3 separate regions of the Zea mays genome follow, and all the other regions are linked to region 2. The links are chromatin contacts, called in public Hi-C maps. All regions are on one chromosome and are shown on one strand. Each heading gives the region's core, a stretch centred on a gene start, on an enhancer-like site or on the middle of the called end of the contact. The rest is flanking DNA. Distances are from core to core; before and after follow the strand shown. Region 1 holds the start of LOC103639131 (nucleolar protein 56). Region 2 holds the start of LOC103639134 (superoxide dismutase [Cu-Zn] 4AP). Region 3 holds the start of LOC100272714.

Region 1 (3,238 bases), core at 535-3,034, 250 kb before region 2:
AGGAAGAGAGAGGGAGGTAGGTTAGCCGGTGATGAGGGTTGCAGTGAGAGGAGGAAGAGAGAAGGAAGTAGGTTAGCAACGACCGTGATGAGGCCTGCGGTGAGAGGAGGAAGGGAGAGGGAGTTACAGCCGCGGGAGGGTGGCACGAGCGGCGACGAACATGAACGGAGTGAAGTTACGAAGAGGCCGTGACTATCTGGTGGCAATGGGTCCGGCAACAACTACGACGCCATGGTGAGCAACGGAGAAGGTGTTGAGCAGGGATGGTTCTGGATGGGGACGCGGCACGTCCGTTCAGCATCATCGGCGGCGACGGCGGCACCTCATTTAAGGTTGTGCTACGACCTTCTATCATTATGGTGGGAAGACTCCAGAAGCGTCATGACAATGGGAGTTGTTGAGGCAGCCAGGCCGATTATGCCCGTCCGATGTCAATCTAACGACATTTAGAAAACGTGATGACGTGGATTGCTAGTAGACGCCGTTTCCATCCTGCTTTAATATATAGGAAATAACCACACAAATTGTTATACCCGGATTTAAACGTTAAAACCATGTGGATCTCATAGGTGCACCAACAAAGAACAACACATATAATGACCAAGTGTATAGAGATAAATGTCACACATATTATTATTATTACATAGCGGAAATTTTACAAAAATAAATGATAACAATAAAGCAAACTAATAATTATTCTTTGGCGCCATAAGTTGGCTGGGAGATGCCACCTAAATTAGCTCATACTCCTCATTGTAGACCTCCTACTGGGCTACCTGCTCTTCACCTGTGCGGGGTTTACATATCGCAAGAGTGAGCTCACAAAAGATCATAGCTCAACAAATCGTGGAGAATAATGTGCATGAACTCACCAAATGTGTGAGTTCATGTAAAGTGTAAGGCTGATCAACAAATAATGGTTAAATACGAGTATTGCTTTTAATAAGTTGGTCAGATTTTATTAGCAGTTACTAAATGTAAGTATATACCAAATCTGAGTAATAATAGATTAAATTAGTAATAAAATCATATTACGATATAAACGAACAATTAAATTTAATTCTACGAGTTACTAATGTGAGTGTCTGCGCTGGTGAGTGTGGTGACGACTAGGGATGGCAACGGATTTAAAACCCGTGGGTATAGAGATTACAAACCCGTACCCGCGAGATTAATGTTAAACCCGTACCCGCACCCGCTACCCGCGACGGGTAGCGTATGTTACCCAAACCCGCTACCCGCGGGTTTATGGCACCCGCGGGTACACCCGCGGGCACAATACCCACAAGTTGTCATATTATATATATACATACATATACATATATATATAAATATATATACATACATACATACACATACATATATACATACATATATATACATATACATACATATATATATATATACATATACATACATATATACATATATATACACACGCGCGGGGGTATGCGGGTTTGCGGGCACGAGTACAACATTTTCATACCCACGAGAAAAAACCCGTCGGGTTGAGAATCAAACCCGTACCCGTACCCACGGGTACAAACTCACACCCAAATCCGCACCCTATAGGGTTTTTACCCGCGGGCACGCGGGTAAAATATGCCCGTTGCCATCCCTAGTGACGACTGACGAGTGCGGCGTGACTCGCTCGTATGCATGAGGCATGCGAGCCTTCTGTGTGCTGGGCTTCGCACAATTTAAGGGTGCGCGAAAATTTGGCCCACATCTTAGGGTGTGAATGAAAAAAAGGTAACTCCGCCGGCCCACAAGAGCCCAGCCTGAGCCCATAAATCTTGCCCCCGCTGCCGCGCGCCAACACCGTCACTCTTGTTGATCCTAAAACCCTAACCCCTAGCCAGCGCTCCGCCGCCATCCGCCGGCGAGATGGCGTTGTACCTGCTGTTCGAGTCGGCCTCCGGCTACGGCCTATTCCATGCGTACGGTATCGATGAGATCGGGCAGAGCGTTGAGGCCGTGCGCTCCTCCGTGCTGGACCTCGACCGCTTCGGCAAGGCCGTCAAGCTCACTGCCTTCAATCCTTTCTCCTCTGCCGTCGACGCGCTCAACCAGTGCAACGCTATCTCTGAAGGTTGGCTCCTTCCCCACCTAAACACGCAGGCTCGCTGCGAGATGATTTTGTTCTGACTTCTGACCCGGGCTCTGGCGCTTCCTTTCCCGTGGCCAGGAATCATGACCGATGAGTTGAGGAGCTTCCTGGAGCTGAACCTGCCGAAGCCTAAGGAGGGGAAGAAGGCCAAATACAGCCTCGGCGTTGTCGAGCCCAAGGTCGGCTCCCACATCTCCGAGGTCACCGGCATCCCCTGTCAGAGCAACGAGTTCGTCCAGGAGCTGCTCCGCGGTGTCCGCCTCCACTTCGACCGTTTCATCAACGAGCTTAAGGTGTCGCCTTTTTTTCCCATTCTATTGTGCATTGTAAGTTTCCCGTGTGGCTCAAAGATGCGCGAATTTGACTGTGAGGCCTTGCCAGCTAGTATTTCGTATAGCATATCATAGGCCTTTTTTCTTTGTAGAGCTGGATGCCTGGTGTGTTACTTGGTTTCCCGATCATCCGATGTTGGTTGTCTCACATTTGTATGAATCTGCGATGCTTTGCCTGATGAGCTTACGCATTGCTTTTTATATGCCTAAATTGTTGTAAAGCTAAACGCCTGCTGTGCTTAATTTGGCTTTACCATGTGTCCATGTTGATTGTAGGATTCTGACTTGGAGAAGGCCCAACTTGGCCTGGGGCATAGCTACAGCAGGGCTAAGGTGAAGTTCAATGTGAATCGTGTTGATAACATGGTGATCCAAGCAATATTTCTGCTGGATACACTTGACAAGGACATCAATTCCTTCTCCATGAGAGTCAGGTACTGTCCTTGTTCATGTTCTCATATAATTGTTTATGGTTAACTTCTTATAAGCGTAATAGGCCGTATTTATAGACAGTCTGCTCTGATAGAAAACTCTGATAATATGAATATGCAAATATTCCTTATTATGATTATTTATTGCTTTCTCAATAAAACATTGCAGGGAATGGTTCTCATGGCACTTCCCTGAGCTTGTCAAGATTGTGAATGACAATTACCTTTATGCCAAGCTTGCTAAGTTTATTGTGAACAAATCTGATTTGGCGGAAAAAGATATCCCAGCTTTGGCTGATATAGTTGGTGATGAGGACAAGGCTAAAGAAATTGTTGAAGCAGCAAAGGCTTCAATGGGTAATGGG
Region 2 (3,400 bases), core at 551-3,050:
AGGTGAAGACAACATTCAATTGAATATAGAATACTATAGGAGTGTTAAGTTTTTCTGACTAAAGTTTAGTTCGTGACACATCAAATATTTGAATATCAATTATAAGTATTAAATACATGCTTGATTAGGTTTAATAAATTTATCTTATCTTTTAGTCTTCATCTATGCAATTAGTCTTATAATTAAACTATATTTAATATCCATAATTATCATTCAAACATTCGATGTGATAAGGACTAAACTTTAGTTTGGTGGAACCAAACACCCCATATCACAGAATATGAAATGGCTTACCATCTCCCTCTTGGGTGAAAAAGATGGTGCCCTTGACACCATCGCTGCTACCAAGCACAGCAACAGCCTTCACCATTGTTTATGTGATCTGCAAACAACTCCACAAGTCACTGGGCATTTCAGTACGGGTTAAAGTAACACAAACTACAGGCAAGCAGTGAGATATTTCAGTACATATTGGACGTTAACCCCTAGATATATAGAGCATCTACATAATCTCATCGTAAGTGGAAGATGAAATATTTTAATCAAAAGATATGAGCTATGCCTTCATTTGTGACATCAAGACATCAAAAGTGAACCACGAAGAAATATGAGACACTATCACTATGTTGCAAGTGGCTCTTTCCAGTTCTCCACATACTAGAGACCACACAGACCTGTACACTTATTCAAGATAATAAAAAACAAAATGCATGAACTTTGCCACATGAACAACACAACTCTAGGAGAATCACACCACACAATTGGGTACAAATAATACACACAACTCAGATTCTCAAAAGTGAACTTCAAAAAATTAATCATGAAGGTAGAGGTGATTTAGACTGGTCCCCTTGCTAGTCCAAGTCATCCTACACAAACCATAACAGGACACGGGTACCCAAACATCATGATGCTATGACATCTGAACTTCTAGAAGTTAAACTGCATGATTTAGCCACACTTTTTCTTGGCACGAATAGTGATACCAGTACGACCTTTGAAATATCATTCTTTCATCAGGTATTCTTGGCCAGGGGTAAAACTGAAGGCTTAGTGGTGATCCGTTTCATCAAAGCTAAACACAACAGAAAGCACACACACAAAAATCTATAGCTAACACTTCCACAACAGTCTACGTACGAACAGCACACACCACCAGTCCACGACGAGTAGCATAAAGGAATCCAAGGTAGGTAATATACACACGACCATTCATCCCAATCCCAGAACAAGCAACAGCACTAAACAAAGGCAGTAGGCACTAACATGACACGTATCTAGCGCGCTCAAAGCGCTTAATCCAGTGGAACGAATCAAATCGAGTCTCACTAGTGACGGCTAGATGAGACTATATATAGGGTGTAAGATCTGACTCGACGATCAGTCGGCGCTAACGGAAGCGGAGGGGAAACAAATTAAAAGAGGGACCGCAGCACCGATCTGAGATCCAACCGCAGCTGCTACGGGGTATTCGGATTTCGGAGACCAGGTTATACGAAGCAACAACATCAGAGTGAGGCGAACAAGCCCCAGGAATCCTTGAAGGTTTTGTTAGGCATCATACCTCAGGCGACCCCCGCGGCGAGGAAGAATGGGAAGGCGACGGCCTTTAGAGTCTTGCGCTTCTGGAAGGTTCCTTCCGAGGCTGGGGGTAGTTGGGGGCTGCAGACCTGAAGTGAGGATGAGGACGCGCGCGGTGTGTTGGTGCGTTGGATTTGTAGGCGCAGCCAAACATTGCAGTCAAGTTGCGTTACTATTCCGCAACGACCAGCAGGCCCTGCCGCCCGTTGGATCGGAGTTTCATTTACATTTTAGACCGTATTTGGAGTTTTGCGTTGCTCTCAGCACGTACATCAGTCTACGTTTAATATATGACACCGTCTTTTTAAAAAAAATACTTTAATCACTCATCTTATTCAAAATATTTATTAAAAATATAAAATTTTAAGTCAAACATAAACTACCTTAAATAATGAAATCAATAAAAATGACAACTTAATAGTTTTTTAATAAGACGAGTGGTCAATGTTTTTTTTAAAAGTCAATAGTGTTAAATATTTATGAACGGTGGGAGACTCTCTATACTTTAGTCAGTTAAAATTTAGCTGGTGTACTAAAACAAGGCCTTAATAAGTTATCATGTTTTTTAAGATAATCGAAACATGTTCCAGCCTTTTGCACTTTTATGCATACAACTAGGGATGTAATCGGATCGGATACGGACGGATATCATCGAAACCATATTTGTTTTTATATTTTTATTCGGATTTGAATTCGAATACGGATAACTTCGGATACAAATACGAATACGAATGTTTTCGGATACAAATACGAATAGATGTGTGTCGAATACGGAACTAGTCGGACACGGATATTGTCGGTAACGAATTTTTTGTCGGATACCATGTAAGACATCATTCCACACATATCATGATCGTAATCATGTATCCACTCCTTGAGTCCAAACATTTTTTAGCATTATATGTGTACATATGTCGCGTTTTTAAAAAATCATGAATTTTTAGGCTATGTGCGCATTATTAATTTATTTTGCATAAAATCATCAAAACGCAAATAGTTTGTGAATATCTCAATGGCCACCACTTACAAGGATCGACATACATAGAGAACTTGGCGTGATTTGTAATAGTCTCCAAAATCGGAACCAATGTGTTCCCTTGTAAATAACCTGCAGAATTGATAGAATTGGTTTAGGGTTAAAAAACACATCATTTCACAGATCCAAATGGACCAAAACATTGCTTAAATTGTTTTTTATGGTGTAGCAATTTTTAGAAAAAATAGAGAGAAGAAGCGAGTTTTACCAGAAATAAAGCCACGTAAAGGCATCACGACTAGAGATGGCAACGAAAAATTTCCCGTCAGGTTTTAGCTCACCATCTATGTCACCACAATGAAAAACTTTCCACGCAGGGATGCCCACGAATGTTTGTGGGGATATTTCTTCTTTATCTCTGTTACTGTCGGGGACCATAATTAGGGGTACCCCCAATACTTCTAATCTCAGCTGGTAACCCCCATCAGCACAAAGCTGCAAAGGCCTGATGGGTGCGATTAAGTCAAGGCTCGGTCCACTCAAGGGACACGATCTCGCCTCGCCCGAGCCCGGCCTCGGGCAAGGGCAGCCGACCCCGGAGGATTCACGTCTCGCCCGAGGGCCCCCTCAAGCGACGGACACACCTTCGACTCGCCCGAGGCCCAGTCTTCGCCAAGAAGCAACCTTGGCCAGATCGCCACACCAACCGACCGTATCGCAGAAGCATTTAATGCAAGGATGGCCTGACACCTTATCCTGACGTGCGCCCCTCAGTCGACAGAGCCGAAGTGACCGCAGTCACTTCGCCGCTCCATTGACCGGCCTGACAAGAGGACAGCGCCG
Region 3 (3,434 bases), core at 12-2,511, 130 kb after region 2:
GCCATTTGCGCACCAGGCAAGCTGAGGAACCAACAAATCCGACGTTAGGGACTCGCCATTTGCCAATGTGAACCTGGCTGGAGGACAAGAAACAGCAGACAAACGAGCCCGAGCCACCAGATTCTTGTTGATAAAGCAAGTAGGACTCCCGGAATGAATTGACAACAGCAACGTAACTTTGTTCTTCAAAAGACCCCGCACCTTCATGCACCCTTTACCAGTAGTACCACTGATCGCCTTGGCCTTGACTGCTGTGGACGAGGACCTCGACTGGAACACTGACCTTGTCGACCTTCCTTTGTATTGATCATTCAGTTCATCCTGCAACTTGGCAATTAGTACTGCTCGATCCAAAGTGGTGGGCATCTGAGATTGCACCGCCCCTTGCAAATCATACTCCAGACCCCAAATAAACTGAGTGACAAAGAGCACCTCACCCAACTTTGGGTTATGCAGCGATACCATGTACCGTGCTTCCTCGAACGCCCGCACAAACTCGTCCAGTGACCCCGTCTGCCTGAGACCCATCAATCTCCTCATCGCCTTTGGATACTCGTCTGCGCCAAACTTGTTCAACACATCCCGAGTAAAATGATTCCACCCCGTCCTCTGTTTCAGTCTATGCACGTGAAACCAGCGAGCAGCAATCCCTTCCAAGTGCAGAGACGCCACTTGTACCCACATAGCTTCAGAAACCTTGAAAATATGGAAGTAATCCAAACACTTGTCCAACCAAACTCTCGGATTAGCACCATCAAACTTTGGGAATGACATCTCAGGCAGTGGATTGATCTGAACACCCTTCTGAGGACCCTTCCGTACCTGAACAGGGGGTGAAGACCTAGATGACGGGCTGGTGGATCCGCTCCTCCTGGACTTCTCCGTCTCCGCCGCCATGGATTCCAGCTGTACCCGCGCCAGCAGCTGCCCAGATTCCTCCACTTGACGCGACAGAACAGAACGCTCCTTCGCCGCCTGCTTGGCCGCCTGCGCCGCGACCTCCGACTGCTCCACCAACTGGCGCTGGACCTTGGCGAACTTTCCCAGGCGCTGATTCATGTTCTCCAACGAATCCAACGCCCGCTCCCAGTTCTCCGCGACTTTCACCCTCTCCGCGGCCATCGCGTCCAAGACGAAATGAGTCTGTACGGAAGGCTTCGCCATAGGCGCCGTTGTGACGGCTCCGTCGATCAAACCCCCACACCAAGGATAGCTGGCTGAGTACAACTAGAGCCAGTCGCGAGCGACACCGAGCAAACTTGAGAAGCAAGTTGAAAATGTTTTTACCCAGTCCCCACGCACACCACTTGGCTAAATAGCCGGTTTACAACATGATAATTTCATCTCTACACCACTTGGTAAATATAGAGATGAAATTAGGTTTTGAGTGAGTTTGTAAATTTAGTAACTTGGTTTACATAATTGTTCGAGAAAGTCTTTTTGAAATTTCTTAAATTCTTATTTAGAGAGTTATTTACACAGCTACTAAAAATGCTCTTAGGTATATAAGGTCATTCTCAATGATAGTTTTATAGGAGTTTCACTCATTAAATGGTGTGCTATGTCAGCATTTTGGATGATGTGGCAACTAATTAATGAAGAAAGGGGTAGATTTTTTCATGGGGATGAAAACATGTATATAGTGTTACCTAGACATATTATCTCTTGTATGGTACCTATAAAACCATGTCAAATGAAACTCTCCACTACGGGAGACAGTTTCAACCAAAACTCCAGTTATTTATTAATTATGCGGTATCTTATAAATTTAAGAGGTATTTGGTTTCTAGTGACTAATTTTTAGTCTATCTATTTTATTCCATTTTAATTACTAAAATATTAAATACGGAAATTGACAAAAAAATAGTCACTAAAAAGCAAACATCCACTTACCAAACCAAACACGCCCTCCCTGTCAGTCGAGCAAGGGTCCTCCCGGTAACCTAAAACCCAAGACAAACCATCCAACGGTCCATTAGCACGGTCCCGTTCAGCCAACGGCCAGATGGGCCACCGAGTACCTTTGTGCTCTCCGATATATTAGTCCAGCCCCAAGCCCTAGAAGAGCTAAAACCCTTGCGGCGGCTACCTTTTCCCCAGCTCCCTCTCGTCTCGCGGCCGCCGCAGGCGAAACCCCCTCATCGCTTCGCGCTGTCCACCGACGAATCTTCCCCAGGTTCGAGGGATTTTACCGTCTCAACAGCTCGATTCTGTTGGCGCACGCGTTGCTATGTCTAATTTGGTTCCGTGATCCTTCGCTCGATGCATGTTAAGAGCGTGTGTATCTGTTGTTTCAGCTGAGTTAATCGGGGACTGGTCGTGTGCGGAGATGTTGGTGCTCTTCGAGACCCCCGCGGGGTTCGCCCTATTCAAGGTGCTCGACGAGGGGAAGCTCGACAAGGTCGAGGTGAGTGACCCCCGCTGCAATTTCTAAAGTCTGTTATTGATTGGGTTCCTTAAATTTGCTCTGCTCCATGCTTTTGTATTGAACCATCAGTGCTAATGTGCTATGCCTTTGTGTTCTTGTTGGCAGGATCTATGGAAGGAGTTCACGACGTCGGACTCAGCGAGAAAGGTCTGTATAGGATCAGCCACATTATGACATTATGTGTTTGTCGTTTTGAACAGATGGCACCGACTTAAGTGTCTCACTAACTCTTTTATTTCAGTGGAACACTGTGGACGTAGCCACTAGATATGTACTTCTACTTAGCTTAGGGTAGCTTAGATGGCTATGTTTTAGAATGTGTTTTCCGTAAGCTATTTCAAACATTTCACATTTCAAGCATCAAGCTACCAAATGCCAACAGATTTGTGCTGCACATATGGATGAAGCCACTTGGAAATCATGCATACCGTGTATCGTAACAAAGTTACTGTTTTCGTTCAAATGCAAAATAAGAAATAAGAAGAAAACTTGATGAGTCGTCCTATTCTCCGCTTCTGTACCTTTACTAGTTTTCTGTTCTGACTGATAACAGAGAACTTCCCTGTAGGTGGTCGAGCTGAAGGCTTTCAACAAGTTTGAGAACACATCTGATGCCCTATCCGCGGCAACCCTGATTATTGATAGCAAGCCTAGCAAGGGTCTGCGCAAGTTCTTGCAGAAACATTGTGAGGGTGAAACATTAGCAGTAGCTGATTCTAAGCTTGGAAATGCTATAAAAGAAAAGCTGGTCAGTAGTATTTCCTTGTTTTTTTTTACTTTTTGTGAATGACCAGCACTCGTGACATTTTAATTGTGTTGCAGAAAATTGACTGCCTTCACAATAGTGCTGTGATGGAGCTGATGAGAGGACTGAGAAATCAGCTTACCGAGCTTATAACTGGGTTGGGTGCACAAGACCTTGGTCCAATGAGCTTGGGATTGTCCCACAGCTTGTCTAGGTATAAGCTGAAGTTCAGCCCTGAGAAGGTGAGTCTTTTATCGGTGC

The links. A called contact is a pair of places that touch in the nucleus more often than the background predicts.
Region 1: a contact with region 2 is called in a Hi-C map of ear, with 2.7 times the contacts expected there. The contact joins the promoter of LOC103639131 here to the promoter of LOC103639134 in region 2. A contact is called at or near these places in 3 of 25 Hi-C or Micro-C datasets (ear, leaf and tassel).
Region 3: a Hi-C map of endosperm shows a contact between it and region 2, with 2.2 times the contacts expected there. The contact joins the promoter of LOC100272714 here to the promoter of LOC103639134 in region 2. A contact is called at or near these places in 4 of 25 Hi-C or Micro-C datasets (ear, endosperm, leaf and 1 more).

The regions. Positions count from the first base shown.
Region 1 is chr9:134,824,305-134,827,542 of Zm-B73-REFERENCE-NAM-5.0, forward strand. It overlaps LOC103639131 (nucleolar protein 56), which reads left to right and starts at 1,785. Exons shown (of 9, transcript XM_008661927.3): 1 at 1,785-2,092; 2 at 2,189-2,403; 3 at 2,719-2,876; 4 at 3,043-3,230. The coding sequence starts at 1,888. LOC100382867 reads right to left here and starts at 346. Exons shown (of 5, transcript NM_001175561.1): 1 at 84-346.
Region 2 is chr9:135,074,225-135,077,624 of Zm-B73-REFERENCE-NAM-5.0, forward strand. LOC103639134 (superoxide dismutase [Cu-Zn] 4AP) reads right to left here and starts at 1,801. Exons shown (of 7, transcript NM_001416254.1): 1 at 1,565-1,801; 2 at 295-382. The coding sequence starts at 370.
Region 3 is chr9:135,206,047-135,209,480 of Zm-B73-REFERENCE-NAM-5.0, forward strand. It overlaps LOC100272714, which reads right to left and starts at 1,262. Exons shown (of 1, transcript NM_001147167.1): 1 at 1-1,262. The coding sequence starts at 1,164. LOC103639139 (probable nucleolar protein 5-2) reads left to right here and starts at 2,101. Exons shown (of 10, transcript NM_001346697.1): 1 at 2,101-2,176; 2 at 2,275-2,407; 3 at 2,534-2,575; 4 at 2,997-3,176; 5 at 3,251-3,415. The coding sequence starts at 2,330.